Regions from separate parts of the Xenopus laevis genome. Here region 1 is linked to region 2. Evidence: chromatin contacts called from public Hi-C data. All regions are on one chromosome and are shown on one strand. Each heading gives the region's core, a stretch centred on a gene start, on an enhancer-like site or on the middle of the called end of the contact. The rest is flanking DNA. Distances are from core to core; before and after follow the strand shown.

Evidence for each region. Hi-C and Micro-C count contacts between places; a contact is called where the count stands out from the background.
Region 1: a Hi-C map of the XL177 cell line shows a contact between it and region 2, with 3 times the contacts expected there. The contact joins the enhancer-like site here to the promoter of faah.3.S in region 2. A contact is called at or near these places in 2 of 4 Hi-C or Micro-C datasets (the XL177 cell line and the XTC cell line).

The regions. Positions count from the first base shown.
Region 1 is chr4S:73,586,983-73,589,682 of Xenopus_laevis_v10.1, reverse strand. No RefSeq gene overlaps it. Among protein-coding and RNA genes, the nearest start is that of dmbx1.S, 110 kb to the right of the region's middle. Within about 2 kb of position 1,437, at least 1 of the 7 cell types and tissues checked has an H3K27ac peak or open chromatin away from gene starts, as enhancers often do.
Region 2 is chr4S:73,426,729-73,429,428 of Xenopus_laevis_v10.1, reverse strand. It overlaps faah.3.S (vitamin D3 hydroxylase-associated protein), which reads left to right and starts at 1,326. Exons shown (of 16, transcript XM_018259846.2): 1 at 1,326-1,688; 2 at 1,691-1,722. The coding sequence starts at 1,526.

The sequences.
Region 1 (2,700 bases), core at 188-2,687, 160 kb before region 2:
TTTCCTGGTATTCCAGTGAGCCAGTCCAACACTGGGGGTGATTTTCTGGGGGAGATTTTCTTTTGTTCTCTCCCTGACTGTATTTGTTTTTCTCTCAATAAAAACAAATCTCATATGTTGATTTATCACCTTCTGTATTGCTGCCTATGAATTACCATGTTCTCTTTCACAAGATGGAGAAGTAAAGATGAAGACTCTAATGGGCAGCACAGAATATTACAAATCTGTTAGCTCCTAACAACACATTTCTTAGGGAGGTGTTACATGCCAAGGTTTGCATTTAGAGTGCTAGAGCACATTCTGGCAGTGAAGCCTGTTTCCATCATCGCAGCATAAACATTAACACTGAAAAGGTTAATTATCCAATTTGTTTTGCTTCCTTCAATCATTTCAAGCGAAGACCGTAGTAAGTTGTCTCCATTGGTTACATGGCTCTCTTCTGATTAGCTTTACATGTAAATATACAGTATTATATTCTCTCTCCTATCCATAGGATGTTTCCACATCAGTGAAATAATACACTCATTAACTGGAAAATACACAAATACAAATCTCACAGGGACTACCCTACAGACTGTAGGGGGGATGATGGGAATTTTTTTTAGCAAGATTAACTTCTGGGTTACACTTCCTGACATAGAAAATGTCTTTCCCTTTCCAGACTACCATTTTCAAAGCACCATAATATTCTGGTAACTAATTACACAGAGTAGATATTACTGCCTATAAGCAAGTGCAAATAAACCCTTTTTATTAATTATTTTGATTGCGCTCTTAGTCCCATGTCTCAGTGTTATCTGCACATATTATTCTTTGTGTACATATATTGATTATATTTATTAGTGTCGACAAATCCAAACAGTCATCCTCAATTATATTATACACAGGGAGCCCATGGGAAATTACTTTCTACAGAGCAACTGCAATTGTATGTTTTATTTTCTGTTTTACCTTGCTCATGTGCACAGTGTTCAGAAACCCAAGCACAACACCAAATTCAGAAAATGACAAAACGTTTGCGGCATTATCAAATGTGTTCCATTCTTAGGAAATGTCAGTCTAAATTGTAACTATAATTTCATGGAGCAAGAATACATGTTGTGTATTGCATTGTTTAATGAATAGAGATTTCATTAAAAAAACATTTTTGTTGAAGCTACTACTACTAATATATATTGAAATAAAAGGCAGAGATCTTGCTGTGCATTTTGGCTTTTTGTGAGTATTTCCAAAATGAAAGATAATTCAAACCTACTAGAGACCTCTACTAATCCCCCCAGCTAAGGGCCCACACCACACTCTAGCACAACTCCCTGACGGTCCCCATCATGATTATAGCTGCCACTACCTTCCACTGCCAGTTATTGGCTGCATTTTGTCTCCCCTCTCTGCTCCGTACTGCCTGTCAATGTGTCTAGGCCAGGGTCGGACTGGGCCAGTGGGACATTGGGTGAAAACCCGGTGGGCCTGGTCCTCACAGGCTCCTGAAGACCCAGGTCCAAACACCTATCTTCCCTGCCCTGTCAAACATTTGAAATAAAAAAGTCAAGGTTATGTGATACAGTGTGTGCATATCAAGAGGTGGGCCCTGGAGACCATGGGACAAATTCAGGAATTTTCGCCAGCGACAGCTTCGCCACACTCCACGCCACTTCATCAGGCGCAAATTCGTTACCACTATGCTAAATCATTAATATGCAAAGTTGTGTCTCAGCAGCCAAACGCTGGCTAATTTTCGTTAGCTTTACTTCGGCTGGGCGAGCATTTCATAGCGAATTTTCGCTAGCATTTATTTTTTCCTAGAGAAACTTCGCTAGCATTCTTGTGCTTAGGTTAATCTGAATAGGGCGGGTACCTAAAAGTTGTATGGAAGTCTTTAATAGTAATGTTGGTGCAATTGCTTGAAGTGGCCACTTTTTCAAACACATGTCCAATGAGCCGTAATAAAGACAGAAGAGATTCTCTAATGCCCTAGACATGAGCCCACCCTTAAAAAAATCTGGCATGCCCCTCAAATTAGTTTTATAAAATTCCTCACACATAAATCTTTAATAAAATGGACTTTTTAAAAAAGAAAAGTCGCCAGGTTTTTTTACAACTTTAATGCATTTCCAACATACAGGATATGATGTCACTGACATAAGATTGAGGAAGATGTAGCTTCATTTTATCAGTTCGCCTGGTATGAGGTGGCTCTGGCGAAAGAAGTAACGTTCAGTAAAATTCGCATCTTAGTGAATTTGCGGAGTAACAACCGTTCACCAGAGTGAAAAATCGTCTGTTGATAGGTTGCATATGGATGCTAGCGACGGTCTCGTTAACTAGCGAATTGTCCTCTATGCCTGTTAGTGAATTGGCGATATCCCTGCATATGAGATTTCTGGCGAATTTTCACTAGCGTCAGCCACTTCGCCCTTTAGTGAATCTGCCCCATGAGAGGGGCCCTTAAAGTCACAGCCTCAGTGGGCCACTGCTGCCCCAGTCCAAAGCTGGCATAGTTGGGCCAGTGGGGCCCAACAGGACCAGGGCTCATCGAGTTTTCTCCCAGTGGGGCAGTCTGACCCTGTTTATGTGACAACCACAGGTTTAAGGTTAATATGCCTCCTGATTTAACCCAATACATCTGGCAACACTATCATAGACTTCAGCTTCAAAAAGTGGCACCATGGAGCCACCAATGAAACTTCATCTGATTTGACT
Region 2 (2,700 bases), core at 77-2,576:
GTATATCTCTTATTCAGGAGCTGACCACCAGGTAGCGCTGCTGTTACAACAAGTCAATTACAAGTCATATTAGCCGTTATTACATCTTAAATAGCTCTGTAACAATAAAAAATTAATGCAAATTGCAAAAGTGATTAGATTTTATAATGACCCTCTGTTAGTACCCCAGTAATAAATAAAATGCCAAGAAATGTCTTTGCCTCTCTCTCTAGTGGCAAAATGGGTATGTAGTGCTTAATCCCACTACATTATAGACTGATAATAATCTACCTTGCAAGGACCAGACATGGAGTTCCTTCAATTGCCCTTTTAAACTTCTGTCATTCTGAAAAAAACACCCACTTAAAGGGACTGCTCACCTTCAAACACTTTTTTTCAGCTTAGTTTGTTTCACATTTTTCACCAGAAATAAAGACATTTTCCGATTACTTTTTATAATATTGAAGTGGGGTCACCAACTCTTTACTCTTTAACTGTCTTAAATTGATACCTTTAGTTGATACATTTGTTATCTTTAGCCCTGCTGAGTAGTGATGGGCGAATTTGCTCCGTTTCGCTTCGCCAAAAAATTCGCGAATTTCGCGCGGAATTCGCGAAACGGCGAAAAATTCGCGAAATCGCTCCGGCGTCTCGTTTTTGACGTCCGTTTTTTCGTAAAAATTTTTTTTGACGCTGGCGAATTTTTGCCGCAAATTTTCGCGGGCGTTTCGCGAATTTATTCGCTGGCGGCGAATCGCGCAAATTCGCCGCGAATTCGCACCTGGCGAATAAATTCGCCCATCACTACTGCTGAGCAAAATCCCTGGGTTTCATTAAAGGAGTTAAAAAAACCCTACCCTACATAGACCCCCCTCCCTCCTCCCCCCAGCCTAGCTGCTACCCCGGGCAAATGCCCCTAAGTCTTTACTCGGTGCAGATTCTGTCCAGAGGAGTTCACGGACGCCATCTTCGCTGCTTCGGTAATCTTCGGGTCTTCTCCCGGCTCTTCAGCAATTTCCATGAGTTTCAGCGCATGCGCAGTTGTCACAGAACTGAAAATAGCTCCAACTTCGCATGCGCTGATCCGGCACTTACTTCCCAAAGATTCCCGAAGAGAAGGAGATAATGCTGTCTGATACAGTAGTGTATTTGAAATACATGTAAACATACTGCATATAAAAAGTGTGTGCGCGGATCTTTGAACAAAGTTGCTTTCTTTTTTTGGCACATTTTCAGTTGCTTCAGTGAAAAACAATGTTTTCAGCCTATAAAAATATATATTTTTCTTTTATGTCAGATAAGTCATAAACAACACATTCCTTTACTCTTTGAAGCTGGTTTCACATTAACAATTACTAAGAAACTGGCTTATATTAACATTACTGGCAAGGTTTGTTCAATAAATCCTGCTCAAACAGATCAGTTCACAACTGCTAGTGTATTTCTTGAACATTCCAATGAAACTGCTGAGAGCCAGATGTGGAATCCTGCCAGATTTGTTCAATAAAACCTTGCCTGCTGCACCGTAGATTGTCAGACAAGTAAAATGATGTATAACAAGTTAAATGAATTCCTCACTGAGCATGAGGTGGAATCCAGGATCCTTGCCGCCTTGGGGCTCTGTGTTGCTGTGTCCCTGTATGGGTTGAAATGGATGAAGAAAAGGAACATTTTGAAGAAGATACAACAAGAGAAAAAAAGAAAAGATATGTGGAAAAACTGGCTGAGAAGTTCAAGAAACAGGTACGTTCATGCAACCCACTTTGCCACTGCATTTATTGCTCAAACCATATAGGAAGAAGAGGAAGGCAAATAACTAGGAAAGAGCGTATACAGGCAGCAGGGTTCCCCAACACCAAAAAAGTGCATACGTGCTGTAACATACTAGTTAGTTGGAACCTAAGGTGATTAGGGTACTCACAGATGCACAGGGCACCCCTGTGGTTCCGGTGTTCACCAACAACCTTTTGGGGCCCCGGGCTTTCTGCAGCAGAACTGAACAAGAGGTTTGTGCAAAATAGAAACAAGGTACCGGCAAAGTACCGGCAAAAGCATAGTAGAATTTTAGGCAAAGGGATCAGGGTGGCAGGAATCGTAGTCAAGAAGTCAGGCAGGAGTTAATAACTAGGAATACAAACACGAATAAAACGCTTCAGCAGGATCATAAAACTGAACTCAACTTGGACTGGGCTTTTAAGGATGATTTGGCGCCAAGAATTTCAAATCCGGCGCCCATTGGTAATGTCACGACGCTCTGCATCAAACAGCAGTGTCACCAAGCCCCGAAGTGAGAACCCGAACAGGCAGGGAGGTGTGCCACGAGGTAAGAGAAGAGGTAGAACTCCCGGCGTGTCTTACACATGCTTAAAATATACATTTACTTTGAATGTGCTGTTAGACTTCATTTGAATGTGTTCATATACAGTATAAGCTCTAAAACTGTAGTGTAACTCTTATGGCAGGCATACACCAATGCGATTCGGGGTGGTAAACTCAATTTATTCAGCCAAAACAGGTGAAGCTCTCACACTATGAGATGAGAGAGAAAACACTGGAAAATAATAGGACAGTATCCATGAGCTTCTCCTAAAAAATAAAATACTAAAATAGAAGGATAATTTATATCAGTAAAATTTTGATGATAGGAATCTAATACAACATGCCATCCTACAATGAAAAGTCAACTTCTGCAGCACAAGCAACATGACTTTGTTTATATGG